Linked DNA regions of Mus musculus: all the other regions are linked to region 1. A link is a contact called in public Hi-C, Micro-C and promoter capture Hi-C data. All regions are on one chromosome and are shown on one strand. The core of a region is the stretch at or near the end of the contact, and the rest is flanking DNA. Distances in the headings are between cores, read along the strand shown. Region 1 holds the start of Rbm38 (RNA binding motif protein 38). Region 2 holds the start of Gid8 (GID complex subunit 8). Region 3 holds the start of Rps21 (ribosomal protein S21). Region 4 holds the start of Lama5 (laminin, alpha 5). Region 5 holds the start of Ss18l1 (SS18, nBAF chromatin remodeling complex subunit like 1). Region 6 holds the start of 4921531C22Rik (RIKEN cDNA 4921531C22 gene). Region 7 holds the start of Rnf114 (ring finger protein 114).

Region 1 (4,376 bases), core at 1,384-3,883:
GCGAGCTACTGGAGAGCAAGCACTCTCCTCACAGCCAGCAGGGAGAAGCTAATACGAAGTTTCCAAGGCTGGGATGTTCCCACACTCTGTCCAGGCAGCCATTACACATAGGAAACAGATCCCAGGGGAAATGCGATCTGGAACAATCTGTCACAGTAGCACCCCAAGAACTTCCCCAGGAGAACCCCATGGCAGGAAACACAGGCTGGGGCCTAAACCATAGTTCCCCATCGACAGCTCCTGCTCAACTCCCATCAGTCCCCAAGGATGACTGTGAAGAATCCTGGTGCCACCCTACGGGACAAGCACATTTAGAGACAGCAAGCAGCACCCTCTCCAGTCATCTGACCCACTGTGCTGGCCAAGTTCAGCTCCAGCCCCAACAGACACCCCACTCTACCCACCCCCCAACCTGGGACACAAAACCCAGCAGCCAGGATTTGACAAGATTGCCACTGCAGAAGGTAGGGTCCGTGTCAGAGTCCCCACCCACCGGCTCATTCACAGCTAGTCTACACTGAACAAACAGACCAAGTACCAGGGTCCAACTTTTGTGTCTCTTTAACTGTGCAAGTCCTTCCCTAAGTAGCTACCAGGCCTATCAGTCTTTTCAAGATAGAAGGAGGGGGATACAGAGCAAGTGACTCACACAAAAAGCCAACCAGTGGCAGTCACCTACTATGCCATTCACAAACATCAAACCTCAGCTGGTACAGACCCACAGTAGCTACCTTCGTGGCATCTGCCCACATCAGAGAGCACTCCAGGAAGAGCCCAGCCCACCAGGTCCAGCCTTAACATACACTTCAGAAGAGCTGCCCGCACTAGGTGTGTGCCAAACTCCCCAACTCGAGAGAGTTAGAAAAGCTGTCCCCACATTCATTCACTGCACAGGTGAGGAAGTGGATGCCCATGTGACACCTGGCTGAGGAGGTGTCGCATAACTGGGGGCAAGGTACACACCAGGCTCGAAGACATGTGCTCCCCTCTGGGTTAGAGAAATGCAGTGGGTCTTATCTCTCCCTCCACACCCCCAATACACAATCTAATTTCTGAAAACAGCCATTCCCCAGCCCTGAGAAGAGCTGAGAGGTCCACAGCTGTCCCACCTCAAGGCCTTCCTTCCCACCCACAGCCAGCTACAGCCACTCACCCGTAGGTGCGCTGGATCAAGGTGGGGTGTAGTTGCTGCACACCAACAGCAAAGCCTAAAACAAGAGAGCAGTTAGGAACAGCACACTGCATGGGTAAGGTCCCAGGGCCACACACAGGGAGGGCAAATAACACGCGCCACTCTCCTGGTCAAAGCACATTAAGTCCACAGGCTGTACCAGCTTTTCGGGATGATCCCCTGCCTGGTCGGCATCTGACTTCTTCCCTCCCCAAGAGTAGGAGACTTTGGAAAAAAAAAATCATTATCCCTGGGACCATAAACTGCCGAGAAAGAGGAGCAAGCTCCCAAGCCAGGGGTGGTTGCCCTGGGCTGCCTCTGCAGGCACATGATTGCTGGCTGCCACTCGGGGACAAAGGGGGAGCGGGGGCAGCGTTTTTCCATCAGACAGATACCAAAGCTGAATATAGAAACAAGGAGGGCTGGAAAGAAAACTCAAAGCTCTTACCCGTCTGTAAGCTCCTAGGCTTGGCACCCAGGTAGGCCAGGTTCACATTGGCCTTGCGACCATCGATGATAGGGTTAGGGTCTTTGCAAGCCCTATCAGCCGCTGCCCGATCTGCCATGGTCACCTGCAGGAACACAGAGGGTCAGGGGCTTTGGTGGCTGGCTGAGGAAAACAAGGCAGAGAAGGGAAGGGGGTTTTGCCCGGGCATCGGGCCATCTCTGGGTCTTTCCTCCCAGAAGAGTATCTGGTATTTAGGACCCTTGGGGCACTGTCTTCTCTGCCTCCAGGGCTGCAGCTCCTTCCCCAAAGTTCAAGTGCGGAGTGCCTTCAAGGACAGCGACAATCCCCTAGGAAGTGGAGTAAAGGGAACCTCAAGGGGAGTCCTCCCCACCCCCCCGCTGTCCAGGCCATCAGTAAGTACCGTTAACTTTCTCAGAGAATTAGTTTGGGGACACTAGAGTGGAAGGAAGTGGGAAACCGTCTTCAAGTCGCTGGCGCTAACAGCTTACGCTTCTTTGGGGCAGCTGGAAAGTGTGGGGGAAGGGCCGACGGCCCCGGGAAGCCCCGGAGTCCCGGCTGCGCGCGGCGGGTCTGGGAGGCGGTGGGGGAGGGGCGGCGGCAGGTGCGCGCGCCGCGGGCACTCACGAAGCCGTAGCCGCGGGACTTGCCGGTCTGGCGGTCGGTGATGACCACGGCCTCCTCGATGTCTCCGAAGCCCTCGAAGTACTTTCTGAGCGATGCGTCGGTGGTGTGGTAGGGCAGGCCGCCCACGAAGATCTTGGTGAACGTGGTGTCCTTCTGTGAGCCGTGCATGGCGCTGGGGGCGGCGGACGGCCGCGGAAACACACTCGGGGAGCACGCGGGCTGCAGCAGCATCGGGGCCGCCGCTACCGAGCCGGCCGGCGCATGCGGGGGTGTCCCAGGCCGAATCCGAGTTCCCCACGCTGTCCCGCGCCGCTTCTCCGTCCGCCGCGAAGCGTCTACTCCGCGCCCTGCGAGCTGCCGGCCGCCTTTGTAGCCGGCCACGCCCCGCGGTCACGCCCCTCTCGTTTAAGACACGCCTTTGGAAGCGGGGGCCGCCGGGAATTGTAGTTCTAAGTACGTCCCGCGTGCCAGGACGCGGGTCCGGCGAATGAGGTGACTTAGCCCCTAGGTGCTCGCCGGTATCAGCTTGTCTGTCTCGCGGGGCGCACGGTCCGGTATATTCCAAGCGTTGCTTGATTCAGTGGTTTACACCCGAGCGACTAGGGGTGCAAACGTACTTGTTAAAAGGTCCGAAAAAAAAAAAAAAAAAGGTCCGAAGGAGTGCCTCAGCTACTCATTCGCGAACCCTTGTGGTTTGATCTCCCCATCACAAAAACCTGGCTGGTGACACACACCTGTAAACCCAACACTCAAGAAAGAGAGTCAGTTCAAGGCCACCCTTGGCTATATACTAAGTTTGAGGCCAGCTGGACTAAATCATACCCTGTCTCCAAAAAATAAAAAATAAAAATAAAGGGCAAAGTGAATTTGCCATGTTTATAAAAATAATTCACACGCACACCATAATACATCACACGTACTTTGGCGGTCCTGTGGTGTCAGGGATTCTCTGCTGGGACTTCAACAATGGCATACCCCGGGACACTAGGTAGTCTGTGAAAATGAGGGCTAATCGATAGTGAATACACCTTTTACAGTCTTGTAGAAAGCTAAGAGCTTTCTACTTTCTACTTTCTACTGTGAGGAAGAACAAAGGCGGCTGGGCTCCCATGTCACTGACATGGGACCGCCTGTGGGGTCACCCTTAGCAGGAGAACAAGCAGAAGGCATGACATGGCCTGTGTAGAACGTGGGCCAAGGCTGGGACCATGATGCCAGTCTGCAGAACTCTTCCCCACCAGCGCAAATGCAAACGTGGGGCCCTTGTTAGAGACAGAAATTTCAAACAGCCGAGTGGAATACACCGGTGATCCTAATACTGAGGAGTTGGGAGGGTGGGAGGGTTCCGGGTCCATACCCTGCTACACAGAAAGTCAGAAGCTAGCCTGTATGATGGGAAACCATAAAATAGAAAGAAGAAAATGGGAATTTCAGCACAGAAGCAGGCACGATGCTTTAGCCTCCGGGCCAGGAAGCAGCCCTGATCCTGCGTCCCTCATGTCCCCATTCCTGGTTATCACACTGGGACCTGAAGACCTACAGCTTTTAGTGGGGCTAAAACTGGCCTGGCCCCACTGGTCAAGGCGGACAGTAAGGCAGGCAGCCTCTGGGCAGGTTCAGCCCCAGTCAGTCTAGTCCCCTTCACACAGAGCAGAACTCCGAGCCTGCTGGGGATACCCCTGCCCAGCGCCTCACTCTCTTGGCTTTACCTTCCTCGCTTCAAGTTTCCTTTGCTGTAAGGCTTGTTCTCCCCAGACCCTACCCAACCGGGGCTTCTTTCTGGTCTAAGGTCTTCTGCTGCTGACGGAGCTCTCTAGCAAGTGTTGCTCAAGGCGTAGCGTAGGGATTAGCAAGAGAGGCGTCTGTTGAGTGAATCCCTGGTGGAACGTAAAGAGGAGGGGGCTCCAGACCAAAGACCCCTTAAAGAAGCGCCTTTTGAAAACTCGTTGAAGTGTGTTTTGTTTTTGTTTTTGTTTTTTTTTTTTACTTATTCCTAAAGCGTCGAGACTTCCTGGCCCTGAAGTCTTGAGCCACCTCGATTCCTTCCTGGGGCCTCAGTTTCCCCAGTGTGGCATAGCGCAGCTGGTGGCAAAGACTGTTTTAGCTTCAGGG
Region 2 (4,376 bases), core at 588-3,087, 7.7 Mb before region 1:
ACATCACTTTAATAAAACAACACTGGATGGGAAAAATAGTACAAATTAAAAGAGAAGTACAAGTGACATGAGTTTTGTAAAATCAGATATGAAACAACTACATGGCATGTTTTTAGCACAAAATATTGTGATCTTAAGCAAAGACAAGGATTCATACAGAGACTCTTTTTTTTTTCCTGTGACAGGGTTTCTCTGTGTAGACTTGAACTCACTCTGTAGAGCAGGCTGGCCTCGAACTCAGAAATTCACCTGCCTCTGCCTCCCAAGTGCTGGGATTAAAGCCTTGTGCCACCACACCCGACCTTCACACAGGGATTCTTTTATGAGGGAGTAAGGCAGGACCCTAGGTGGTCCACAGGGCGTGTCAGCAGGGGTGGGGGTGGGGGGCAATTAGGGTAGCTCTAGGAGCATGGGCTGGATCATTTTCACTCGGTCAGTAACATACACTTCACAGATATTAGTTTGTGCACTGCAAAGGACCAGCTAATTTGTTTTACTATGTCATAAAATTGAAAGGTGGCTCTGGTTTCTGGTTTGACAATGGAATGCATACTGGATGGAAAGAGCTTAGCAGTCCAACAAAGAGATATCCTACTGCTGGTATAGTGGACATCAGAAGAGAAGCCAAGATCAAGCTTTGACCTCCAAATTAACTAATGGCAGCTGTTGCTGGACTGAATATGAAGGGACAAGAGAAAAGAAAGAAGCACGGACAGACTGCCATGTCAAGTGTCAGGCCTTAGAAATGAGAGCATGGCAACGTGGGAGAGATGCAAGTAAAACAGGTTGGAGGAGCAGGGCAAGTCTGGTGCAGAGGACTCTGGCAGTTAGGTGTGGTAGGCCTCTGGATTACAGGTCATGGGGACCCACGCTAAAAACAGTAATTTGGGAAACACGCATATACACATACTGTGGGAAAGATATTTAAACAAGAGTCTTTTAAAAAGATATTAAGTTTAAAAAAACATTACGATTCCAAAGCCCATTTGTGGAGAGTTTGCGCAGTGAATGCTATAGAGACTTCGAATTTGGGGCATGCCAGGATTTCTAGTTCTGGCGGACTTGAAGATCCCAGCAGCCCAAAAGGTAGTAGTAGTATGGAGGAGGCGGGAAGTGAAACTAAACCGGGTTGATGCCGCTCCATGCCACAGGATGACAGCAGAATTCACCGATTCGACTTTTATTCAGAAGTAAGGTAAAGATCAGTGTTGGAAAAATGTTCCCCAAGAAGGTCCTTGCCTCTCGATTTCCACTCGGCGCCGGGAAAGGTTATCAAGCAAGGCTAAGGACAGAGACGGGGGCAGTGTTTCTGTAGGACTCAGAGGTCCCAAAATTCAGCGGTTACACAGTCGCCGGGGATGCAGCCTAAGCCCCGAGGATGACTTTTAGCGCAGTAGCTGCGTCTTCACCTTTCCGCTGTCCCCTTCACCGCGCCTTTAATGGCAGAGACGTGCGAACATTTGCAGTAACTATTCGGGTCCCGGCAGCACCCGGACTAACAGCGCGGCCTCCAGTCCTCCCGCTCCGGGGCCCGGCCGTGGAGGGCAGAACTGACCGCCCCGATCCCCGCTCTTGCCTTGGGCTTCGGATACCCTGGGCAGGGCAGCCTGTCGGGCACAGACCCCCGACCTCTGACCTCCGCGCCTCGGTCCACCCCGGAGCCCCGCGGAGACGCTCGGCACGGCCGTCAGGGCCCGCTGCGGCCATCTTACCGTGCGGATCCCGCCTCCCGTGCGACAGTGTCTGGGTGGCGGCTCCGCGGCCGCTCCCGGGGCCGGGGAGGGGCGGCAGAGACTGCGGAGATAGAGGAGGCGGAGGCGGCGGCGGCGGCGGGGGCGGGGGCGGGGCGCGGAGCGGAGGTAGCTACACCGGCGTCGGCCCCTCAGACACCTCTCGCGAGATCGTAAGATTTCGAGATGCGAACTGGCAACCAATGGAATCCTCTCGCGAATCGACCGCCCGGGCGGTCGCCGGAAACCAGGGTCTCAACTTCCGTTTTTGCGCAGAACTCTTCGGCAGGGCTCTGGCTCTACGGGTTGGCGCGAGAGTCAAAAGGCTCGCATCGCTTTTGCGCAAGATGGCTGCTGCGGGGGCATTCGCGTACTGAGTGCTAGCGCGGGGATGGAGACGTGTAGACTGAGTTCGAAACGAAGGTCCCAGCTCTTTTCTTGTTTTTGTGTGTGTGAAGTGGGGGTGGGGCGAGTAATAGGTGTGTGTGAACACCGGAGTGCGCGAGATGAGGAGGGCATTCCCCGGCTTGTAGTCCGCCAGGCTCTAGTCCCAAAGACAAGGCCTCCGGATGTGAGCGAGCTCCTAGGATTTATTCCGGGAACGTTGTAATCGAGGCCTGATCAGCGTCAGAACGGCCCTGCCTAGAGCGATCTTTGTGGCCACGCTGGAGAGCGGACTGCGGAGACTGTTGTTCCCTCGTTTCTGGGCACTAATAAAGGTGACTCCCTAGTGCTGGGGTTCTCAGGGACATGCACGAAGTTAATCCCTACTTCTAAGGCAATCATCGAAGCAGAGCGGATCCATGCTTCAGAAGTGCTCACAGTGGGGACCCCTCCGCCGAGGGTACTCCCTACTTCTGGGCGCTCACAGTGAGTGTCTTTTTTCTTAGCGGCGTATGGTGTGGACCCAGCTCTGAACTTCGGCGGAGGGGATTTCTGCCGCCGGAGAAGGGACCCCTATTCCTCCCAACCCCGAATCCTGTTTACCCAATGCCTTGTTATGGGTTAGATATTCCGGTAAGGGATGGGGGAAGTTGGAGGCTCTTTAACACTGCCGGATAGGAACGGTTAAATGGGTATTTGCATATTTATGTGTCCATTGTCTACCGGAGGTGAATGCAAATTCAGTCATTGTAATGTAAAGAAATTCTGGAATGCTTCTGGAAGGAATGTTGGTCCGTCCGCCCTGAGATGTTTGGGTGTGCTTGTTTAAAGATGAACTGTCCAGGGAAAGCAACTTCTCATTGAGTCACTGAAAATAAGACCAGTTTAGCAGATCTGTCAGACACAATGACCACAGTGGCAGTCTCTTAACTCCATAGCTCTACCCGAAGCTATCCAGGTTGGTATCGACAAACTTTGTAGCACTTACTTTAACTCTGGGTAAAGTTGGATTATCAACTCAAACTTGTGCAAGGGAAGAGGCTGGTATCATGAGGAGAGAAGAGGGTTAACTCAGAATGTTAATGCCTCTGTGGATGGTGGATGAGCAATCTGCTAGTCCCCTAGTCTTTTCTACAAACTAGCTCCTGTTGAGGGTTCTTCAGCTGCTTGACTTTGAGCTCATCTTTGCTGCTTGCATGACATTGTCACATATGTCCTCCCAGTACTATTTCTCCTACACCCTGACCTTCATTTCATGTAAGGCATTTTTTTGCCAGTTGATTGCACCCGGACTCCTGTTGTTCTCTTTGGGCTGTGAAATGCTCCCCTCCACTGCTTGGGCTTCCCTGGGAAGTTCCACTAAATACCAGCAAGTTTTGTCTTTTCCTTTTGCTCAGGTGATAATTTTTATTTTTTGAATTTTCCAGATAATGTTTCTCTGTGTAGGTAGCTTGGATGTTAGTAGTGTGCCTCATAGGCTGCTCATGGTGGCATACCTAGAGGCAAGTGGATCTCTGTGCGTTCCAGGTCAGACAGGGCTGTGTGCCCTACCATGCCCAGTTCAAGTGATCTTGTAAACTAGGGATTCTTAAACTTTCCACCTACAACCACTTTATGCATAAGGATTTTTTTTTTAAGTTTTATTTTATGTTTGTGAGTACACTGTAGCTGTCTTTAGACACACCAGAAGAGGACATCAGATCTCATTACAGATGGTTGTGAGCCACCATGTGGTTGCTGGGAATTGAACTTGGGACCTCTGGAAGAGCAGTCAGTGCTCTTAACCCCTGAGCCATCTCTCCAGCCCCAGCATAAGGATTTTTTTCGTGCTATTCTGGTTATATGGATGTATAAAATACAAATCAAATATTAACTGATAATTTCATAACAGCCTTCTCCTATAAATACAATTTTACCTTTAAGGACAAAAGCAAATTTTCATTCTAATAGGATGCATATGCTTGCTTATTTTTACATTACATTAAGTGTTAGCCTTGGGGCTGGAGAAAAGATGGCTCAGAGCTTTAAGTTTCCAGCACTGAAGTCAGGCAGCTCACAGCCACCTGTAACTCCAGTTTCTGGAGATCTGATATCTCTGGCCTTTGGGCACTTATGTACACATGAATAAAAATAAATCTTTGGGGTTTTTTTGTTGTTGTTTTGTTTTGTGACAGGGTCTCACTATGTAGCTCTGGCTGTCCTGGAACTTGCTATGTAGACCAGGCTAGCCTTTAAGTCACAGAGATCCTTCTGCCTCTGCCT
Region 3 (4,376 bases), core at 1,316-3,815, 7.2 Mb before region 1:
GCCCCTCACAACCCACGGCAGCTTGGCTTCCTTGGAAAGTTTTTAATTTTGGGGCAGAGCACGCCTTGACCTCGAGACGCTCCCTGTTGAGGGTTTTCCTGAAGCAAGTGAACAGTGTGGGGCTTGGTTTGTTCTTCGTGTGGCGAGACCAGCCTGGCTTATGTTGTGAATCCTGAGGGCCAGCCTTCCTTCTGCCTACCCATGAAACCATTCCTGTAGAGACCTAGGTGTCCAGACCTTCTGAACTTGCTACAATTGTCAGGCTTCTGTCTTCTGGTGCCTCCACCCAGGCAGTTCCCCATCAGCACTATTTTATCTTTGGTCAAGATACAGGATAGGGCAGACACCTTGATTCTGAGTCTGCTCTCACTGCACCTTGTTAAAGCATCTGCCACTGTGAAACCCGTGTCACATGCACAGCAGTGCTTTGGCCAACCCCTGCTGCCTCCTGCCAGCACAGCTTTTCCCTGTCACTGGACAACCACTGACTGTGGGCTCTTGACTTTCCTAAGCAATATCGTGATGGAGAAAAGTCATTATAACTTGAGATTTGGTCTCTATGGGAACAGACAATGGCCCATTCAGGCCTGCTGCTGACTTTGAACCACACTTGATCCTCAAGCAGGAAGGCACCGATCCTGCTACCTACTGTCAATGACTACATGTCATCAGGCCAAGTTGCCCTGTGCCACTGTCATCACTCAAGAGCTATCCTCCACCTCCCCAGGCCTGTTATCCTTCCCTAGAAACTGGTCACCAGCCTGGCAGACGCCAGCCACCGCTTGGTTCCAGTCTCATGTCCCAGAGATGCTCGTCCTCAAGCCTGACACCGACCACCTAGGTCTATCGGATCAGTAACAGCTCAGACAGGAGCTCAAAGGATAGTAAATACGTTTTAGCCTGTCCATGCTTATGCTGGTGTAAGCATGCCACGTTCTCAGAGCATCTTTAGGTGCAATAAGTCGTTCCTGCAAACAGGTTATCTTCAGGGCAGCCCCATCATTTTTTTTTTAAATGAACTTAGATATATATGGCTGACTGATGGGATAAATGTTATTTAAGCTTCTAGATGTAGTAAGGTGTATTCATTTTACCAAGCTGGTCTGCTGTTAGTCCTTCCTAAGCTTCGCTAAGAGCTGCTGGTTTGTGGTATTGAGCACTGTTAAAGCCAACCCTTAAACCAAACACGGGCTAAACAGAGTCCTATAGACTGAGTCCAGAAATCTGAGGTATATCCATGGTGTCCAGCTGGACTGTGACCCAATGCCACAGACCTGGTGCTGCACCCGCAGCGCTCAACAGGACACAGCTGTGTCAGACCTCAGAATGTGGTGTATGTCCAGTAGGTTATGAATGGAAGGTGTTAAAATGTTTTTGTTAAAGTAAAACTGGTTTTTGCAACATACTTCCTTGCTTGTCTCCTTTCAGGTAAGTGTGCGGCCCTTTTCTGGTCACAATAAAAACACCAGCCCTACATAGTAAAAACAGCAAAAGCAGACTTAACTGTCACAGGTACTTAAAACTTTTATTTGTAACAAATTCCCGATTTCTTCTGCTCAAAAGTTCCTAACAAAGGGGAAAAAGTAGTATTAAAAGCTGTATCTCTTGGGAAGTCCCAAGCCACTCAACCCCAATGTGAGATTGTCCCCCACACTTACTTTGAGACAATTCCATCAGCCTTAGCCAATCGGAGAATAGAATCATCTGACTCGCCCTTTAAAATTAAAAATAAATACCTGAGTATCCACACAGAGCTGGCTCCCTGCTTAGCAGGCAGAGCATGCACTATTAAGCCCAAAACCATTCCCACAGGAAGAAAAGGACACCACCATCAGAGCTCAGATGTCACATGAACAGTACAAGGCAGACCAGGTGGTAGAACTCACCATCCTGCGAATGGCCCCGCAGATGCCATAGGTTTTAAACTGGCCATTAAACCGGCCTGTGGTCCTATCAACCTGGGTTAAAAAAAAAAAAAAAGAGGTTGGAAGATTCGACCTCACCCCGATGTTAGTAAACACACCAAGAGCCAGGCTGAGGCCTGAGGGCCTCGTAATTCCTTCCCTCAGGAACCGTCAGGTTCCCAGCTCACCTCGGCCACGTTCATCTGGATGGACGCGTGGTCCTTGGCAGCAATGATGCGGTTGCTTGCGGAGCTGGGTAAAGAGATGCACAGTGCGTTTAATAGGTCGCAAAAGAACAGTGGATGAATGGGAGCGGGGAAAGCGGGCGCGAGAATGACGGGCCCGCAGATGCTCACCATTTCCGCGGCACGTACAGGTCCACAAACTCGCCGGCGTCGTTCTGCATCCTGAGGCCGTCCCTGCAGAGTTACCACGCAGGTCTTGAGACTGGTCAGGCCCGCACTCCGAGTCTGCGGGCCCAACCAGACCCATGGCCCGCAAGCACTCTCGGCCATGTGACCGCGACCTCCCCAACTGCGCCCAGCCCGGCCCAGCCCGGCCCCGCTCGCACACAGCCCGCACCGAGGCCTACCTGCTCACTTGTCCAGCGAGAGCGCAGAAAGGAAGTAGCTCGTGCCTCCGCAGCACTATTGGGCAGGAGGGCGGGTCCTCGGTAAGTGCTTCCGGGTCAGGGTACTCGTATCCACCATACCGGAGGCCTGTTTGTGTGTTTTAACTTCCGCTTCCGGTGCAAAGAAAGCCTGGCTCTTTCCGCACAAAGCACAGGCATCGGTCCCTGTCTCCGCCTCCAGCCAAGACATGCCTTCTTCCTCAGGCCCCGCCTCCATTGCGGAGTCCAGCCCCTCCGTCCTCCGCTGGAGAGGTTGGACTTGGCTTGTCTTCCAGCCGCCCTCGAGGCTAGCTTGTCAGAGGGAGCCCAGCCGCTGCTGGATCCCTGACTCCACCGACCTGAGGCGCCGCCAGAGCCTGGGAGGGGAACGAGCGTGGCGGAGGGAGGCGGGAACGGGAAGACCAATCCTCCGAAGAGGAAACTGAGGTTGGATCAAATGAGCTGGACCGCTGGCTTTCCGCTGCACATTCATTCTCTTCAAGAACCCCCTACTCACCCTGCGTCCTTGCCATCCTGCCCCTCCTCGCCCCAGGCCCTGCCCTACTCCTCTGGCTCCAGCCGCCACCCGGTCCACACGCCTAGGGAAGTGAGTCTGGCCTGAGAGTGCACGCCTTTAATCTCAGCATTCGGGATGCCGAGGCAGGTGGATTATCTATTTGAGGCCACTCTGGACTACACTGAGTTCCCGTCTCGAAAAAGGAAAGTTCCCAGACCACAGTCACCATAATGCTCAGTAAGCCTCTTTGTTTACGAGGTCAGAGAGCAGCCCGGACACAAGACTGCCCACGCTGTTGACGACTCTCCTGAGATTACATTTCTCCGTGAGTGAATCCACTGCTCACTCATCTGTAGAACTTTATGCCTGATATCTCTCTGGGACTGGAGCTGCAGTCTGGAGCTGGGACATACACCCAGTTACATGGTCTTGGGGAGAACCTCCCTGCCATGTGCACACTGACTGGTGATCACCTTCCAAGACTGTCTGTCACGGGGTCTGGTGAAACCGAGGCTACACTTTCCTCCTCACACCTGGAAACCAGTAGTCATGTATGCATTAAGAGTTCCCGCGCAGGGCGTGGTGGCGCACGCCTTTAATCCCAGCACTCGGGAGGCAGAGGCAGGCAGATTTCTGAGTTCCAGGCCAGCCTGGTCTACACAGTGAGCTCCAGGACAGCCAGGGCTACACAGAGAAACCCTGTTTTGAAAAAAATAATAAATTCCCGCGCAGCAGGGGTTATCTTTCAGATTAGGCACAGACACCTTACCCAAGCACCTGTTTTCACAGAGAGCTCCTTTAAATGGGGGTGGGGAAGAGGAGTTAAAGTGGCTGTTTTCTACTTGGTCAGAAAAACACAAGCAAATGACCTTGCAGGTGTAACTTTTAATAAGAGAAAAGGGGGGTTCCATGCTAGACCGGGCTGCACAGTGGTGTATTTTGATTGGATAGGACTTTTAATAGCTGGACTTTGGTAGTCAGCCTCACGAGGAGGAAGTGACCATATAAGGGAGTAGAGTTTGGTGGCTAACTTTAAGAATGGAATCTATCGTGGTTTTTTTTTTTTTTTTTTTTTTTTTTTTTTAAGCAAGGCAAAAGGAATGGGCTAGAAGGGCAAGGCTAGCTGGGCGTGGTGGCGCACGCCTTTAATCCCAGCACTCGGGAGGCAGAGGCAGGCGGACAGCCTGCCTGAGTTCGAGGACAGCCTGGTCTACACAGTGAGTTCCAGGACAGCCAGGGCTATACAGAGAAACCCTGTCTCGAAAAACCAAAAAAGAAAAAGAAAAAAGAAAAGAAGTGAGGATACCAGAGCCTCTGACCTTAGGAAAATCACTGTTCATATCAT
Region 4 (4,376 bases), core at 838-3,337, 7.2 Mb before region 1:
GCCCCGTCCACCACCAGTTGTTCTTGGGCCAGCTGTCTGCTGGGAAGTAGCTAGCTTGGGTTTAACCCTCCCGGTGCTGGCTGACAGGCTGACTCGGCACGTTCTCAGCCATCTGCCCCCTCTCTTTCACTGGCTCCTCTGGGACCAATCCAAAGTACATCCTGCCTGGCCACTAGGGGGCTCAGGGGAGTACTGGCACAACCTTTGCCCTCTAGACCCCGGAGAAACTCCCTTGAAGTCAGCAGGCTATCAAGCCCGGAGGTCAGACGCTTTGGTAATGTATCTCTCAGCCTCAGGCTGTTAGGACCCCCAGCTGCTAAAGAGGGTAGAGGCGTGAACGAGAATGGCTTCCTGGCGGGCATGGGGGACTTCTAGGCAGTAGTAGGGTGGGGCCAGCCATCTGGGAACCTGCTACTGCCCCAGCTGTGCCTCACACGGGGTCTTAAATCAGCGTCTGAGCCTACTCTACTGAATTCCAGATTCCTCCCTGTCTCCCGCCCTCTCTGGAGCCAGCCCCTCCCCCACACCAAGCCTTCGAAGCAAAGGGAAGCGGCTGCCTTGCCCTCCCCCAGGTGGAAAACTAATAGTGAGGTTATAGAGGAATTCCGGGGAGGGAAAGTGGAAGCATCCAGGGAGGGCAGCTTGTCTTGACCTCGCATTTTCAACGGAGACTGGGGTCCTCCCAGCCCCTTGGGGTTTAAGATTTGTAGGAGGCTGGGGGGTTAGTCAGGAGGGCAGGAGGATGGTGCAAATTTTCCAGACAATTACGGGTCAGAACTGGGCCAGGACATGATGGCAGTGTTTCAGGAACTCACTGGGACCCTTGGGATTATCCAGAAGGACCAGCAAGAATGGGAGTCCTACCCAAAAACGTGAGATGGTGGCCTGGCTAGGAGATAAGGGGAGCTGCTAGCCCTGCTGCTGAGTTCGACCTCTACACCCCTGGGGGCTTTCCTGTTTGGTCCTAGAATCCAAGGGAAGGGAATCCAGTGGCTGTGGCTGAAGCAGACATGAGGTACACAAGCATCTTAGCTAAGCCTCTAGGACGTTCAATGTTTGCAACTCAGCCAGGCAGATCAACTGGAGCCCACTGTACCCCAGAAACACAGGAGCTAGAGGCACGGCTTGCTTAAAAGATGTCTAAGCCGGGCGGCGGTGGCCAGCGCCTTTAATCCCAGCACTTGGGAGGCAGAGGCAGGTGGATTTCTGAGTTCGAGGCCAGCCTGGTCTACAAAGTGAGTTCCAGGACAGCCAGGGCTATACAGTACAGAGAAACCCTGTCTCGAAAAAACAAAAACAAAAAACAAACAAACAAACAAAAAAACAGAAAGAAAGAAAGAAAGAAAGAAAGAAAGAAAGAAAGATGTCTAAGCAAAGTCTTAGCTTCCCAAGGAGCCTATGGAGTGGCACCTATAGGCCAATGAGCATCCTTGGATATGCTCCATGGGTGGGCGCCTGTCATTTCTTTGCTCTTGTATTGATCCCCTATTGCAGAGGAGTTTAAAACCCAAAGGGGTAGACAGGGCTAAATCCGACCTAACAATGGAGGAAGTAGGGGGTCTCCTCCTGTCTGGTCTTCTCCACCCCCCCCCCCCCCACCATTTGCAGATCACATCTCCTCTGGGTCCCCATCCACAGCTACACACAGTTTATTCAAATACCAACAGGGAAGGAAGAGAGTAACAGGCTAGGGCAACGGGGAGGCGCCAGGTGGCTGAGACCTGTTTGAAGTTAGGGAAACAAAAACAGGAGCCGCTGGGCGGGTAGAGGCAGGCCCGGCATGCTGGGGTCCTGAACATCCACGGAAAAAGCAAGGGGTCTCAGTGGGGATCGAAGCCACCACCTGGGAGAGAGGAAAGGCTCAGTAGCGCCAAGTTCCCGCGGCCTGGCGGGCGGCCAGCAGGTGCCCCTTCCAGGACGCTGGTCTGGCCGGGGTCGGAAGGGTTAAGGTCCCCAGGCCGCCCCCTCTCTTATGCCCTCCCCCAACCCCCTCTCCAGGGCATAAGGCTCGGGCGCCAGGCGGGCCTGGGCGGGGCCTGACGTCCTCGGACAGGCGGGGCCAGCGGGACCGGCCGCCCCAAACTAGACTTGCCGGGCTCCTGCGGTGCGCGCTGTCCCTAGAGCCGCAGCCCCCAGCAGGAAAATGGCGAAGCGCGGAGGGCAGCTCTGCGCGGGGAGCGCACCGGGCGCTCTTGGCCCCCGGAGCCCCGCGCCACGGCCGCTGCTACTGCTGCTGGCTGGACTGGCGCTGGTAGGCGAGGCGCGCACTCCCGGGGGCGATGGCTTCAGCCTGCACCCGCCCTACTTCAACCTGGCGGAGGGCGCTCGCATCACCGCGTCCGCGACCTGCGGCGAGGAGGCCCCGACGCGCAGTGTCTCACGCCCCACCGAGGACCTCTACTGCAAGCTGGTTGGGGGTCCGGTGGCTGGCGGAGATCCCAATCAGACAATCCAGGTGAGCGCGGCACGGAGGAGCTGGTTACACCATCCTGTGGTGGTCCACCTCTAGCGCCGGAACCCAGACATCTCGTAGGGGCTCCCAGTGCTGGGGAGAGTAAGTACGGACTGACTCTCCCACCAAGACTCCCTGGCCCCATGTTTTGATGGACTAAGGGGGACCCTGATGCGGCTACCGAAACTCGTGCAGACACGGCACGTGCCTCTGGAAGAGCCAATGAAGTGTCCGACTCGCGGACCAAGGGCCCCTGGGGCTGGTGAAGCTCGGGGGTGGGGGTGGGGGGGTGACCTAGGCAGGAGGGGACCGGTGATCAGTCCTCGGCAGCCGTAAGTCCGGGATCCCTGCGTGGGCGGAACTTGGCCAGGGTGCCCGCTGACTGTGAGGAGGGGGCGGGAGCTCCTTGTTACCCCGGGACAGGCAGGAACCTGTTGGCCTCCCGGATAGGGACGGAATGAGCGCGGAAGCCGCACCATCGCCGGTTTCTCCTGGTGTTGGGTCTCACTGTCTCAGCCAAAAGTTGAAGAAGCTTCTTTGCTTGGGATCTGGGAACTTCAGAAGGAGGTGGAGAGCGCTAACACCTGTGGGCCATCGTGGAGGAGCCCCCTGCCCAGCAGGTGGTAGGCTCTGGGGCTTTAGTCTCCCGGGAGATGTGGATTCTGTACCTAAGGACTCTCCTGAGCCCTGCCTTTCAGGCTGAGCCTGCAGGTGGGCCACGTTGTCCCCCCCCCCCCCCCCGCAGGACTCCTGCCTCACGTTAGGGACCTAAGGAGTTGGGAGCCATTAGGGCCTGGTAACTTTAGCTACCTTCTCTAGGGACCTGCTTCCACGTTCCTGGAAGGAGGCTGGCGAGGGAAAGAATAGCTGAAAAAACGGATTCGTCGGGGTGGAGAAAGGGGAGCGGTGAAGGAATTCAGTTCTGTTTTCTGGTTTACCTGGCCACCACCCTCCTTGCCTGCCCACCCCGCCTGTTCTCGGGCCTCCAAGTGGGGAGGGGGAGTTGAGAAGGGCCGGGCTCCCTGCGCTCTGGTTCCCTTGCAGTCTCAGAGTAAGAGCAGGTGTGGGCCATCAGAGACAGGGAAACTGAGGCCTGGGAAGGTATAAACACTTGTTTTTGAAGCTTTACAAGTCAGAGCAGGATCCGTCTGAGGCGAGCGTTCAGAAGTGAGGTGCCATCAAACGGTGGTGGCGCAGGCCTTTAATCCCAGCACCTAGGCAGGAGGGGACCGGTGGCAGAGGCAGGTGGATTTCTGGGTTCGAGGCCAGCCTGGTCTACAGAGTGAGTTCCAGGACAGCCAGGGCTACACAGAGAAACTCTGTCTCGAAAAAACAAAAAACAAACAAACAAAAAAAACAGAAGTGAGGTGTCTCTTGGCCAGCGTTGCTCAGTATATGGCTTCAGGGAGCTGAGTCTCAGGAGGGGGCCCTGTAGGGATCTGTCCTGACCCAGAGGGACTGCCTGGGATCCCAGGGCCTTTATCTCTGCTTACATAGTAATTGTTATTCTCTGGGAAGGGAACTCAACTCCTTTTGCACATCCTGGTCCTGGACCACCGATCCTGCTCTGCTAGTGCACAGGCCTTCTCGGAGGGTCACTGGCTCAGATGGATCTGATTCTGCACAAATTGTTATTACCTCTTTATAGTGGCAAAGGTCCAGCCAGGTGGTCAGAAGTTACAGCCCCTCTCTGCTGCACCTCCTTGGTGAGAAAGTAGAAATTGCAGCTGCTTCAGCAATGGCTGAATCAAGGGGTTAGGCATGAGAGTCACAGATTGTCCCCAAGGAGTCAGGGACCCTTTATGGCAACAAAAGAGGGACTGGTTATCCCGGATAGGAGCCCGAGAGTCCTACAGGGCCTCTGGGCAAGATGGAGAGTGGCTTGGTTCTCCTGCCCTCCCCATGGGCATCACAACTCTGCTGG
Region 5 (4,376 bases), core at 735-3,234, 7.0 Mb before region 1:
AGCTCAGGCTGTTCTCAGACCGTCTTGCCACATATGCTGCAGAATGTAACTGCAGTGGCGCATCATCAGGCCAGGTCAGAGTGCACGGTTTAAGTACATGACACATCCCCCCTCAGGCCTTCTCAGACTCCCCAGTAAAGGATTCACAGAGACAGGAAGTGAATTGCCAGCCCTACCAGGTTAAGGACCTTGACAGGCTAAACTTAAGACCCACTTCCAAAGATGCACAGGCTGAATTTCTGCCCTGAGCTGAGGTCAGCCAACATCTCCTCTTTGTGATCTGATGTTTGGCGTAGTCCTCCAATACACCTTTGCCTGGAGAAACTGAGGATCTTTGATGAGCACGTTTGACTACTGACTAAAAATGTTGAAGCCAAAAGTGGCACTGGAAAGAGTGACTGTTAAGATCCAGCAGCCAGAGTGCCTGGGCACTGTCTGGACTGCCAATGTGTGGAGTACTCCACCCTCCACCAACCAAGGCTCCTAGTTCATGGCCACACAGACAGCAGCCTGTGGAGCCACACGGAAGGGCTACTATTAGCTTTACCACGTAGCCTCTGTAGCCTCCTTCACTAAGTCACTTCTGCAAAAAGTTAAATGTGGCAAGATCTATAAAACCTGCATTTCTGCTTTCCTCCAATAATCTCCCCTGCTAACTAGGACTTGCCAACAGTGATAACCATTATGTTCCTAAGGAGGATAGCAAGGGTGATCTGGGAAACAGGCGACAAGCGAAGAAAATCCCCACAAGCCTCTGAGGGAGTAGAGAGGCCAATTTCCTTTGGGAACTAACTGGCTCAAAAGAATTCAAGAATTCTGTAAAAGGAACCAGAATTAGGAAAAGCCATCGCGTAAGAAAGATGCCTGGAACCGCGAAGGCAAACAGTAAGAAGCTAAAGTGTCCAAGCCAAAACTTAAAGCTTCCTTTTGTTAAAGACGTCCACACACCCACGCAAACGCCTTCTCTGAGAAACTGGCCCAAACTAAAGGATGAAACTGAGAGACTGCAGGACAAACCTGCGGTGTCTGAAGCCAGGGTGCAGAAGGCGAGGCTCGCGGATACCCAGTGGCCCGAGCGGGGGCGGGGCTGCGCTAGCCTCAAGTCCGCCGCGTGCAGCAAGCTCTGGACAGCGGTGCGGGCTCTGGAAATGGCACGCACACTTTGGATGCGTTCCTTTGTGCAGGGCACCGCAGTACCTCACAAGAGCGGCCAGCTCGCCGCAGCGGCGCGCCTCCAGGCTGCCTGCTCCCCCTTCTCCACTCGCCAAGCATCGCGCAAAGGCGCGCGACCGTCGCTACCACGGCTGTCAGCAGAGCGCGACAAGCCCCCGCCCCGGCTGGAGGGGCCGCGGGCCCTGGCGTCTCGCTCTGTTGCGTCTGCTGCCTGGGGCGCTCTGGGAGAAGAACGCGCAACGCGCTCCGGGGTCCCCACCCCCTGCGGCCGCCGGGCCCCCGCTGCCAGTGCCTCCAGCAAAGTTGGCGCAGGCTTTCCTGGGGGCGCGGGGAGCCGCCGTCAGGGCTCCGTGCGGCGGGCTGTGCCCCGGCTTTGTTCGTGCCCCGCGCCCACCCGCACTCTGTACCCCCTCGGCCATGCCCACCTTCTGGATGGTCTGCTGAGTGACCTCCCCTTTGCCTCTCGGCCGCGCCGACGCGAAGGCCACGGACATGGTGGTGGCGCGGACTCAGCCCGTGATCATTGGGGTTTATTCTCCGGCTGCGCCCCGCGGCCCGAGGTGCCCATTCTCCGCAGAGCGGGGGCGGGGACACGGGGGGCGCGGTGCCGTGGGCTCGCCCGCCTGCCTGTCGCCAATGCGCGCTCGAGTCCCCCGCGTCCCCACGCCTTACGCGACTGCCTCCCAGGTCAGGATACCGCGCGGAGGCCCCCTGCACCCGGCCTGCGCTCTTCGTCCAGCCGGTAGCCGGTACACCGCCCCCTGTGCTGAGCTTCGGTGGTTCCGCCCGCCCTGCCCCGCCCCGCCGTGCCGCACGTCCCCCTGACGCCAGACGCCAGCAGCGTGGCCCGGGAGGGCGGGGCGCTGACGGTGAGTGTGCGCTTTTGAGCGGCGGCGGCCCGAGCTAGTGCGTCCGCAGTGATGAGCTACGACCGCGCCATCACCGTCTTCTCGCCCGACGGCCACCTCTTCCAAGTGGAGTACGCGCAGGAGGCGGTCAAAAAGGGCTCCACCGCGGTGAGCCGGCCCGGGGCCTGAGCGACGGGGTGCAAAAGGAAGCGGGGCACGCAGACCTGGGCGCGGGGGCCGCGCTATCTGCTGGCGGCGGGTGGACCAGGAGGTGACGGGAGCTGAATGGTGACGACGTAGGAAGGGCACCAGGTCGCGGGGACCGCGCCGCGCTTCCCGGAGAGCCGGGCGATTTTTTCTGGCTTCCCCACTGCGGAGCATCTAGGCGAGCGCATCCCCGGGGCTGGGCCGGGGCCATCTTGGTGCTGTGCGCGCGGCGCGGACGGCGGAGGCCGCAGGTGCGCGCGGGCGGCGGGAGGCTGGCTGTAGCCGGCGCCGGCGGGGACTTGGGGATCTGCGAGCTAGGCCCAGGTGGGCGTTGTGAACAAAGGGCGATTCGTCGGCCCTGCGATGGTGACAGGCTGCTTCCGGGTCCGCATGCGCCACCGACGCCGTGTTCTGGTTCCGGTGGGCCCTTCTCACCGCGCCCCAGTTTTGTTCAGTCCTTAGCACTGTTTGGAAAAGGACTCCCCACACCTGTAAGCGCCAGCAGTGAGACAGTTTTAGTTTTGGTTTTTGTTTTTCCCGAGTCACCGGATCTTCCGGAACACACGTGGTTCCGAGTCTTGAAACGCTTACATTTCCCAGGTATTTTATCTCCTTGAAACTAAAACCCCAAAGCTTTTGGTGACCCAATCCACCCAAGAACTCTGGAATGACAGGGCTTGGAAGTGCAGGCCTGTATAATCCTGGCATTTAGAAGGTTGAGGCTCGAAAAATCTCACAAGTACAAAGCCAGCCTGGGCTTCTAAATCTAGAGACCCTAAAGACTTCTAAAACTATAAAGACTCTTTGTGGTTGTGTGTGTGCATTATTAATTTATTATTTTAAAAGTTATTTTTATGTGCGTTTGGCCGTTTGTCTATATGTATATATCTGTGTGAGAGTGTCAGATTCCCTGGAACTAGAGTTGCCATATGGGTGCTGGGAATTGAACCTGGGGTCCTGTGGAAGAGCAGCCGCTGAGCCATCACTCCAAACCCAAGAGATACAGCTAGTGAGAAACCGTCTAACAAAAGAAAAACCTGTGAGGCCAGTGAGGTGGCTCCCTGCACTGCACCTGGTGACATGCCTGGAATCCCAGTCTGGGAGGCAGAGGCAGGAGGATACACTGGGCTTGCTGATCAGTAAGTGTAGCAGAATCTGTGAGCTTCAGGTTCAGTGTGAGACCCTATCTCAAAAAACAAGTTGGAGGGCTGGAGAGATGATTTGGCAGTTGAAGGGTGCAGATCTGTTCTTGAAGAGTACTGAATTTAGTTTCCAGCACCCAGATTCTAAGGATCAAAACTGCCTTACACTTAAGCTCCAAGGGCTCCAGCACCTCTGGCCTCCATGGGCAGCTGTACTCAGAGGCACAGACACAACATACTTAAAAGTAAAACTGCTTTTGACGTTGGAGAAGGGTTGAGGAAGACACCAGTGTATAGACCTCTGGGCTCCACGCATTCAGTAGGAATGTTCTAGAATCTGGGGTGCCTGTCTCCAGTGCTCCCAACTGGCAGCTGCCTGCTGCATCCAGCTAGCTTTGGATCCTGTAGGTCACAGGAATCAACACAGAAGGAACGTGTGAAATCACTCCAGGCCCTTGGTGAGCCTTGTGGGAGGTTCCTGGTATCTGGAGGTCTGGGCCCGGGAATCCTGTTCCACATCAGAGGGAGCTGGCAAGGGGCGGTGCCCTCTACCCAACCACCCTTTCCGGGATTGCTACATTTGTTTCTGTTCCTCTCTTGATTGAAGGGTTAAGTGAGGTTTCCTGGGTTTATTGTGGGGTTTTGTTGTTGTTTTAACAAAATTTCAATCGCTGGATTTTACCAATGAAGACTCAGGAACCAGATACTGGAGTGAAAGCCTACTGGCTCCTAGAGGCAGAGAAGAGCCCAGCTGACCTTCCTCAGTCAGTGTCCCACCAGGAATCCTGCCCCTTCTCATGCTGACTCAAAAAACCTTCAAACTGAATGTCCCTCCTTTCTGCTTCCTTTGTCTCTATCCATCCTCATGATTTCTTCTTACTCTATGGTTTTTGTTTTTGTTTTTAAATAATCTTCACTTCTGGCCAGCTGGTTGCATGTCCTGCCTCTTGACTTTATTTAATCTCGTTTACAATATTCAAGCAGAAAGTCCTTGGGCTAAAGGTGT
Region 6 (4,376 bases), core at 1,335-3,834, 7.0 Mb before region 1:
GTCCAGAGATGGCTGAAGCTACCACAAGGTAAGGGTGCCTGACACAATCACCCAGAAAGCAGGAACCAGTTTGAGGTCTCCAGCTACCATCTAGTGTGCACTCTTGCCTGTGTCTCTGTCTGTCTGTCTGTCTGTCTCTCTGTGGTGCGTGCATGTATGCATGGAGGTTAGAGGTCAGCATCAGGTATACAGGTGTATTCCTCAATCATTCTTATTTTTTGAGACAGGATATTTCACTACACTTTCTGGGCCAGTGAGACCCAGGAATACTGTGATCCCCACCTCCCCATAGCTGGGATTACAGATGCATGCTGCTATACCCAGTGTTTTCATGTGGGTACTGGGATTCAACTCATATCCTATCATTTCACCAAGCGAGCCATCTCCTTATCCCTCCGCTTTGCCTTTTTTTTTTTTTTTTTTAATTAAACATCTTGTGCTGGTGAAATGGTTAAGCAGATAAAAGTAGTTGCCATATTAGCCTGATAAAAATTTGATCCCTTAAACCTATGGTGGCAGGAACCTACTTGCAAAAGGTTGTCCCCTGTTTCTACAAAATGGGTGTTTTATTTATACTTTATATTTAATGATTCTTCCTTTTCTCTTTTAATGCTAGTTCAAACTATGAAAGTCATAATGGCCTATGGCAATGTATCAAAGGGAGAGACAATTTAAAGAAAATTTGTTCTTCAGTCTCCAGAGTGACAAAGGTTAAGGCTTTAATAGTGTCTACTGCCCCTTGCATATAGATTTTGAGGAGGGGAGGAGACTTTTTAGCTCCACCCACTTCAGTCTTAAGAGCTCTGCACTTGAAAACAGCTACCTGAAAGATGTGTGGCTCCCACACTGGGCTCTGCAGCAAGGAATGAAGGGACTGGTGGGCACAGACCCTAAACCCTGCACCTGTAACTTAAGTCTTGGTGGCTCAGGGGCTGTGTCATTAGCAGATGCTTAAGAATGGAAGGAGGCTGTGTACCGTGGTACCAAGAGGCCTGTGAGCTCCAGAGCCTGGGCTTTGCTATGGCTCTCATTGTTGTGCTCCCTGTCACCTAATGGCTTCGGGGTACAGGCTACTGTACACCTAACTGGTGGGTCCCATTAACCGGCATCAAGAGGATTAGCAAGAACCTTCTGATCCTTTGGTCCACTTTAAAATCTTCAAACCATTATCAAGAGTAAAGAATTCTGTGACTTGTGGCTGGGGGCTGTGACTAAGTAGTGTCCCACTCACTCAGGATGATGCTCTTGGCCCTGAACGTGTTCTCCTGTGTCAAAAGAAGACTCGTGGGTTTTATTTACAACTGTGAATTTCTGTTCCTTCTAGTGTGTGTCAAGCCTATACTGGCTTCTAGCACCCAACCTGCTTCCTCATTGTCTCTTTCTTTTTACTGGCTTTCCAAATCTGGAGGCTGATGTTCAAGAACAAAATTTCTGTTATTTAAGGATTCCCAAGCACACTTTGCAAGTGAGGGCACTGTGGGGTTTGTTTGTTTGTTTTGTTTTTTGGCTTCAAGGCGCACAGTTCCTTAGGTAGACTATTGCTTAGAGGACAGCTGGGGTAGGGTGGGGTTTGTATAGTAGTTATATAACTCATTTAGTTTAAAAGGCTGGGACAGGATCAGCACACAGGCTGAGAGTTTATACTCTGCTTTTGAGAGAATAGTTCTCACCTCACCTTTTTGATACAGGGCCCCACAAGACCCCCAGGCTGGCCTCCAACTAAATGCATAACAAAGGTTGAACTCCTTTTCCTCCTGCCTTCATCTTCCGAGTGCATGGAGGGTGTGTGTGGGTAGTAAAAGCTGGTGGGAAGAGTCTCTTTCAAGGCACGAAAGGAAAAAAAAAAAATTACAGTGTCAAATTCCTCATTCCCCAGTGCTGGATCTGTGCAGACCGTGGCAAGTCTCTTCAGAGGTGACGATGATTCTAGGAAGGTCAGTTGCGTTGAGGTCCCCAACAAGCTTTGCCATCTGGAATTTGTTTTCGGCCTTTTCAAAAAAAAAAAAAAAAAAAAGGAAAGACGAAATCCATAGCGATGTCCAATAAGACGGCCTTTTGGTTAAGAAAACACCCAGAAAGAAAGGGGAGAAATGGTAACGAAAATGTTCCTACAAAGTGCCAGCAAGCATCAGTTTAGAGGATTTACAACCAACCCCCCCCTCCCCCACGAGAAAAGTAAATAAAGAACAAATCAGCTTCCGGATGTCCAGCTTCGTCCGGGGTGTGCACGGCCCTCGTACTAACCGCTGTAAGTCAGGGGAGCTGACCCGTCGTGTCCGCGGCGTCCTCTGCGCACCTCTCCGCCCCGAAAGCGCCTTCGTGCCAGGACTCCTGCTCCTCTCTGACCGCCGGGGCCCCGGGAGCGCCCGCGCAGCTGTCACCGCCCGCCCTGGCCGCAGCCATTTTGGAAGGGTGCAGACAAAGGGCGAACCCCGCAGCCGGCTGCCGCGACCCACCCGGCGCCTAGAGCCGCCGCTCTCCCGGCCCCGCTGCCATTCCCACCAGCGCTCCAACAGCCGACCAGCACCCAGCGCCTAGCCTGCTCCCCGGCCTCTGGCGCTCGCAGCCATTGGCCGCGTCTTTTAAGAGCCCGCCGCAGCCAATCGGAGGCCACAGGGGCGCGGGCGTGGGCGGTGCGTGTCGGCGCGCCTGCGCAGTGGGCCGCCCCTCCCCCCTCCCTGCGCGCCGCGCCCCCGCCCGCCCCGCGCACCGCCCCCCGCCCCGCTGGAACCTCCTCCTGCCCAGGCGCGCTCGGCCGAGCGGCGGCGGCGGCGGCGGCGAGGAGGAAAGATGGCGGCGGGCTCGGATCTGCTGGACGAGGTCTTCTTCAACAGCGAGGTGGACGAGAAAGTGGTGAGCGATCTGGTGGGCTCGCTCGAGTCGCAGCTGGCGGCCAGCGCGGCCCACCACCACCACCTCGCGCCGCGCACGCCCGAGCTGCGGGCCGCGGCCGCCGGCGCGCTCGGGAACCATGTTGTGAGCGGCAGCCCGGCCGGAGCCGCGGGCGCAGGGCCGGCCGCCTCCGCCGAGGGCGCGCCCGCAGCGGCGCCGGAGCCGCCCCCCGCAGGTAGAGCGCGGCCGGCGGGTGGGGGCCCGCGGCGCCCGGGCTCCAGCTCACCGCGCCGCTTGCTTGTCCCCGCAGGGCCCGCGCCGGCGCCCGCCAAGCTGAGGCCGCTGCCCGAGGCCAGCGCGGGGCCCTGCCCCGCCGCCGCTGCCGCTGCCGCCGCCACCGCCGCCGCCGTCGCGGGGCCGGATCCCGCCGCCGCCGCCCCACCCGCCGGCCCCGGCGCCTCCAAGCCCGGCCCGCCTGGCCCGCCCGGCCCCGGCGCCGCGCAAACTTTGAATGGGAGCGCCGCGCCGCCCACCGCGCCGCACGCCGCACCTGCTGTCAGCCCGGTCAACAACGGGCCCGCGCCGCCGCCCGCCGCCGGCTCTGTCATCCAGGCGGCCCCCGCGCCCGCCGCGCCCTCGCCGCCCGCCGCGCCCGCGCCCGCCGCGCCCCCGCCGCCCGCGCCCCCAGCGCCTGTCGCGCCAGCCCGGCCGCCCGGGCACCCCGCCGCGCCCGCGCCCCCCGTGTCACCCGCTGCCGCTGCCGCCGCCGCCGCCGCTGCCGCCGCCGCGCAGAACGGGGCCGCTCCTGCCCCCGCCGCGGCCTCCGGGGGCGCCGCGGGGTTGGGCCAGCCGGGCGCGGGCGCGCAGGGGGCCAAGGCCGAGGCGCCCAAGCCCGGACCGGGGCCCGGGCCGGGGCCGGCGGCGGCGGCGGCGGCGGCGGGGGTCGCGGGCGGGGGCGCGGCGGGCAGTGTGCTGCTCGGGCCCGCCATGCCGGGCGCGCTGCCGGGGCCTGCGCCCGGGACCCCCGCGGGGCTGGCGAAGGGTGCGGCCGCGGCGACCCCCAGCCTGCCTCGGACGCCGGCGGCCACCACCGGCGCTATCCGGGCCACGCTGACGCCCACCGTGCTGGCCCCGCGCCTGCCGCAGCCGCCGCAGAACCCGACCAACATCCAGAACTTCCAGCTGCCCCCAGGTGAGTGGCAGCGCGCGGCGGGAGGCCGAGGGCGGGTGCACCAGGCTGCCCTGGCGTTCCAGGAAGTTCTGGGCTGCATTCTGGGACCGTGCCCTAGTCGGGTGGCCCGAGAGGCCGAGGGGCGGCCCCTGCCCAGGTGACCTGCCAGTTTTGAGGGCGTCCCAGTCCTGGAGCTCCCAGATCCCTCGGGGAACTCTGCTGTCCCATTCGGATGCTCTGGGCTACCACCGTATAGCCGAGGGGCCCTTCTCTCTCCTTCCTCAGGTGAGGTCAAGAGAGGGCGAACCGACTACTCACGGGCATGCTAATGAAGTCTGTGGAAGGCGGCATGGGCTTTCCTGTTGCCAGGGAA
Region 7 (4,376 bases), core at 1,328-3,827, 5.5 Mb after region 1:
GATCGTTTCTATTAGGCAAAAATTCTAGTCCTGGCTGGGAGGTGACTAGTTATTTACTAGGAAATGCCCTATCCTTATAACTCTTTTTTTTTTTTTTTGTCCTGTTTGTTGGTTCTGGCTCTCCTAGAACTCACTCTTAAAGACCAGGCTGGTCTTAACTTAGAGATCTGCCTTCCTCTGCCTCCTAAGTGTTGGGATTAAGGGTATACCACCCAGAGTGATGCTGTATTTGAAGAAAACAGTGGTTTCATACGGTGATGAAGGATAACAAACAGCCTGGCAGGTGGAGCATAGGGAGTTCCTCTGAGATGACACTGAATGGAAGGCCACAGAGGAAGGAGTGTGCCAAGTATAGAAAGGAAGGCCTTTGGGGCAGTGATGTGGCAGATCACACAGAGAAAGGGCAAGGCAGGGTGGGCAGGCCCTTTATAGTAGCCCATCATCCCAAGAGCAACTCAAGACAACTGAGGAATCCAAGCCAACATACAGATTAAAGCAGTTGATTTAACAGTCTATCAGATGCTCACAGCCTGCGTGCCTGAGTTATACCCTTACAAGGAGGTTGCATCTAGCTTCCTGTGTCTGGAGCTGACTTTCAGTTTCTACTTCCTAGAAATGGGAGTCAACTAGTTCAGCCTTTCTGTCAGTGCTCTTTAGCATCAAGTTATCTGCGCTCCTCCAGACCTGAAAGGGTGTAGCCACAGGGCTTGACCTGAATTTCATAAAATCAAATGCTCCAACCACAGCTGTAGGACTCTCCAGCTTCAAAGGCAAACATTAAAAATCAAGTTGGCAGAGCCCAAAGCACTTGGAGGAGGCTCAGAGAAGTCAGCTACCCTCACCAAGGTGTGTCTGACTTCAAACAATCTGCTGAGTACGGAGGCTGGTTATGTTTGCTATGCTGGTACTGCTTCTTGCCCTATGATGTAGGAAAAGGTCAAGGAAGCCTCAAAGCCTGGTGCTTTTCAATCAAGTCATGTTTCTTCACAAATGTTAACAGCCCTCACGTGCTCTCCTACCGAATACACCATAGTTTGAACAGTCATTAGTATTTCCTTTAAAAAAATATGAATGTGTGTGCCGTTGAGGACAGCTGGAAATCTGGGGACAGTTTGTGGGAGTCAATTCTTTTACCATGTGGCTCCTCAGGAGCGAACTGAAGTCATCAGGTTTGGTGACAAGAGCCTTCAGCTTCTGAGCTATCTCACTGGCCACTACTTACCAAACAACCTCCTGAGCTGTAAACCCGAGGGCCAAATTGCCTTCTTTTGGTTTTTGTTTGTTTGTTTTTCGAGACAGGCTTTCTCTGTATAGCCCTGGCTGTCCTGGAACTCACTTTGTAGATCAGGCTGGCCTCGAACTCAGAAATCCTCCTGCCTCTGCCTCCCGACCGAGTGCTGGGATTAAAGGCCTGCAACACCACGCCCGGTTCCAAATTGCCTTCTTAACTCTATCCCAAAACAGCAAACAGAGGGCATGCAGACACTCCAGTTAACTGACTGGGAGGGAGTCTGGGTTCGGCTCACGGTGCCGAACACCGGCTTTTATCATCGGACAGAGAGGACATGGTACTCTCTTCTTGGGTCCCTACATGTTGCTCCGTGTAATGAGAAAGCTAGCAGAGTCGAGAGAGAAGTGAGGGAGGTCATCAGGACGGGAGGCCTGAAGTAGTGGCGGCGGGCGATCGGTAACGGCTACCTGTACCTGAACCCAAGCTGGCAGGAGCCCAGTGTCCCTGCAGGCATCCCTCCCACAGTGCTGGGAAGGCCCCGCCTCGCTCCTGGGGACGGTCTGGCAGGCGACGCTGGCCCGAATGAGCGACCCTTGACACTTGCACTTTGATTCACCCGGAAAAAGGCTGGCACTCACAGGACAGCGGCGGGAATGCCTGTGCGCCCAAAAAAGGGTGCTGGAGTTGGGGGGGGTCAGGAAGCCCGATTCCTGGGTGAGCGGCAGTGGGCGGGGCCGCGGAGGGACGTGGTCGAGCATCCTCAGGCTCTTCGGCTACGGTGTGTTTGAAATGTGCAAGAATGGGATTCAAATCCCGCTAAGCGGTCACAGGAGCCAGGGAAAGCCCAGGCCGCCCTCGCTCAACTCCTGAAGCGGCTGCGGCAGCCTGGCCCGCGACACCGGGCTTCACTCACGCCGAGGGAGGCGGCCTCCGCGAGCGAGCACCCCACACCCGGTCCGCGGGTACGGCCGAGCGTCCCGGCACTTCCCTCTTGTTCCAGCCTAGCCCGGGGCCCACTGTCCATACTTAGCCCGGCGGCCTCCCGCGCACTTCGGAGGCGCCGGCGGCGGCCCGGTGAGTCGCGACGCCGAGGCTCGAGGGGGCCCGCTGTGCTCCCTCGTCAGACGCCGCCGGCCGCCCGCCGCCTGCGCACCGCGACCCCTACCCGGCAGGCGCCCGCCACTCACACGTGTCCGCAGGGCACCTGCACCGGCTTCTCGAATACTTCCAGGCACACGGGACACGTAAAGCGGCTGAGGGGGTCCGTCTCGGACGCCGGCTTCGCCGACTGCGCGGCTCCATCTCGGGACTCCGGCTGCGCCGCCGCCATCTTGCCGCTGAGGAGCGTCGCGCTGAGAGAGAAAGAGCCGCCGAGGGGGGCTGGGGGCGGGGCCGCCGTCGTTTGCGCACGCGCTAGGGGCTGAGATGGGCGGAGTCCACAACGCCCCCTCGCCCCCTGGAGCTTTTGAAAGCTGCCGCCCACCAGGTGTGTAGATGGCGTCCCGGGGAGAGCCTAGAGGACGCAGCCACACTGAGCCCACACCTCTCACCCACAGGAACTCAGACCGTGAATGTGTATTGTTATTACAGTTGACCTTAGCTAGCTCACCAACTTGCCCAGTTGAGCTTTGAACTTTCCATCCTCCTGCCTCAGCCTACCAAGTAATTGGCTGTATAGTCTGCACCACCAGGTGTGGCCAGATGATTTGATCTGATTTCTCAGCGTCTTTCCTAACCGGAAAGGAGGAGGCAGGACTTCCTGCCTGCACAGCTAACGGGGTACAAGTGTATCTCACAAACTCCCGTGGCTTGTTAGGTCGATACCACCTCCGTGAACCTTTCCAGTTTTCTAGACATATTTATTGCCCTTTTCCTATGGCTTGTACGTGGCCTGGAAAAATAAAATAGGACAGAGGCTTGGACTGAAGGAGGTATAGTATAACAGGAAGTCACTGGACTGTGCGCGATCAGCCAGTACCTTGAAGACCAAGAGTTCCAGCAGGTGTTGGGTACTGGCAGTGATTGAGTCCAAGATCAACAAGGAGTTGATTATCTGGAAAGCACTGCGTCCAGGGCTGGGGTGTGGCCACCAAGGAAGAGGTCTCCTCTAGCATGGCACACGGGCTCCTGGGTTCCATCCCTAGCAGTGTATATGTCATATTTGGTAGTCCACACTCAGAATCCCCAGCACTTGAGAAATAAAGGCAGGAGGATCAGAAGTTCAGAACTATCTCGGGCAATATAGTGAGTTTGAGGCTAGCCTGGGATACGGGGTGGTATACTCACCTGTAGAAGTCAAAATGTTTTGAGCTTTGAGGTCAGCCTGGATTGCAAAAGAGACCCTTTCTCAAAAACCAAAGCAACAAACAAAATAGGTGCTTCTAAAAAGGTGCACTTCAGGGGCTGGAGTGATGGCTCGGCAGTCAGGAGCACTGGCTGCTCTCACAGAGGTCCTGAGTTCAATTCCCAGCAACTACATGGTGGCTCACAACCGTCTGCAATGGGATTCGATGCCCTCTTCTGGTGTGGCTGAAAACAGGCACTTTGTGTGTGTGTGTGTGTGTGTGTTGGGGGATTCGAGACAGGGTTTCTCTGGGTTCCTGGCTGTCCTGGAACTCACACTATAGACCAGGTTGGCCTTGAACTCAGAAATCCACCTGCCTCTGCCTCCCGAGTGCTGGGATTAAAGGCATGTGCCACCTCCACCCGGCAAGGTACTCCTTTATTAAGTAAATAAATCTTTTTTTTTTTTTTAAGTTGCACTTCAGTATGAGCCTGCAGGTCAGCATGCTGTGACTCTGGTTGTGTCAGGCTGTAGTTCAGTGTGCTTGCGGCCCTGGGTTTGACATCAGCTTTGGAGAACCTGGCTCGTGAAGACTCCAGAACCTACTGTGCTTTTACTGAGCCTGGCTTTTACTTAGCCTTTCCTTCCTTTCCCTTTTCCTTTTTCTTATTTTTTTTATTCATACATGTGTATATATGCACTTGTGTCTGCAGGTGCTTTCAGAGACCTGAAGAGGGTGTTGTATCACCTGGTGTTGGAATCACTGGCCATTTTGAGCCACCCTGTGAGAGTGCTGGGATCAGATGTTCCTGACTGCTGAGCCATCTCCCTAGCCTCTACTATGGTTTTCTTCCTGCCAAG

What was found. Promoter capture Hi-C pulls out the DNA fragments that hold promoters and counts their contacts. A called contact is a pair of places that touch in the nucleus more often than the background predicts.
Region 2: a promoter capture Hi-C map of pre-B cells shows a contact between it and region 1. The contact joins the promoter of Gid8 here to the promoter of Rbm38 in region 1. A contact is called at or near these places in 2 of 39 promoter capture datasets (the HPC-7 cell line and pre-B cells).
Region 3: a promoter capture Hi-C map of pre-B cells shows a contact between it and region 1. The contact joins the promoter of Rps21 here to the promoter of Rbm38 in region 1. A contact is called at or near these places in 1 of 39 promoter capture datasets (pre-B cells) and 2 of 484 Hi-C or Micro-C datasets (the G1E-ER4 cell line and erythroblasts).
Region 4: a Hi-C map of the G1E-ER4 cell line shows a contact between it and region 1, with 7 times the contacts expected there. The contact joins the promoter of Lama5 here to the promoter of Rbm38 in region 1. A contact is called at or near these places in 2 of 484 Hi-C or Micro-C datasets (both in the G1E-ER4 cell line).
Region 5: a Hi-C map of B cells shows a contact between it and region 1, with 6 read pairs. The contact joins the promoter of Ss18l1 here to the promoter of Rbm38 in region 1. A contact is called at or near these places in 1 of 39 promoter capture datasets (the C10 cell line) and 2 of 484 Hi-C or Micro-C datasets (B cells and the G1E-ER4 cell line).
Region 6: a Micro-C map of the G1E-ER4 cell line shows a contact between it and region 1, with 4 times the contacts expected there. The contact joins the promoter of 4921531C22Rik here to the promoter of Rbm38 in region 1.
Region 7: a contact with region 1 is called in a Micro-C map of the G1E-ER4 cell line, with 6 times the contacts expected there. The contact joins the promoter of Rnf114 here to the promoter of Rbm38 in region 1.

Annotation. Positions count from the first base shown.
Region 1 is chr2:173,020,159-173,024,534 of GRCm38.p6, reverse strand. It overlaps Rbm38 (RNA binding motif protein 38), which reads right to left and starts at 2,633. Exons shown (of 4, transcript NM_019547.2): 1 at 2,265-2,633; 2 at 1,620-1,743; 3 at 1,154-1,208. The coding sequence starts at 2,495.
Region 2 is chr2:180,707,687-180,712,062 of GRCm38.p6, reverse strand. It overlaps Gid8 (GID complex subunit 8), which reads right to left and starts at 1,837. Exons shown (of 5, transcript NM_001289652.1): 1 at 1,713-1,837. It also overlaps a transcript of Dido1 not described here.
Region 3 is chr2:180,255,568-180,259,943 of GRCm38.p6, reverse strand. It overlaps Rps21 (ribosomal protein S21), which reads right to left and starts at 2,565. Exons shown (of 6, transcript NM_025587.2): 1 at 2,497-2,565; 2 at 2,261-2,323; 3 at 2,093-2,156; 4 at 1,887-1,958; 5 at 1,659-1,714; 6 at 1,500-1,566. The coding sequence starts at 2,310. The coding sequence ends at 1,557. It overlaps Cables2 (CDK5 and Abl enzyme substrate 2), which reads left to right. Exons shown (of 10, transcript NM_145851.2): 10 at 1-1,405. Mir3091 (microRNA 3091) reads right to left here and starts at 2,408; the gene lies at 2,333-2,408.
Region 4 is chr2:180,223,570-180,227,945 of GRCm38.p6, reverse strand. It overlaps Lama5 (laminin, alpha 5), which reads left to right and starts at 2,087. Exons shown (of 79, transcript NM_001081171.2): 1 at 2,087-2,455. The coding sequence starts at 2,144. It overlaps Gm52542 (a long non-coding RNA gene), which reads right to left and starts at 3,327. Exons shown (of 2, transcript XR_003953984.1): 1 at 3,263-3,327; 2 at 1,632-3,007.
Region 5 is chr2:180,040,091-180,044,466 of GRCm38.p6, reverse strand. Ss18l1 (SS18, nBAF chromatin remodeling complex subunit like 1) reads right to left here and starts at 1,984. Exons shown (of 11, transcript NM_178750.5): 1 at 1,599-1,984. The coding sequence starts at 1,667. Psma7 (proteasome subunit alpha 7) reads left to right here and starts at 2,003. Exons shown (of 7, transcript NM_011969.2): 1 at 2,003-2,189. The coding sequence starts at 2,094.
Region 6 is chr2:179,975,061-179,979,436 of GRCm38.p6, reverse strand. 4921531C22Rik (RIKEN cDNA 4921531C22 gene) reads right to left here and starts at 2,584. Exons shown (of 2, transcript NR_033782.1): 1 at 2,245-2,584; 2 at 424-1,988. Taf4 (TATA-box binding protein associated factor 4) reads left to right here and starts at 2,791. Exons shown (of 15, transcript NM_001081092.1): 1 at 2,791-4,024. The coding sequence starts at 2,791.
Region 7 is chr2:167,501,644-167,506,019 of GRCm38.p6, reverse strand. It overlaps Rnf114 (ring finger protein 114), which reads right to left and starts at 2,577. Exons shown (of 6, transcript NM_001360930.1): 1 at 2,419-2,577. The coding sequence starts at 2,561.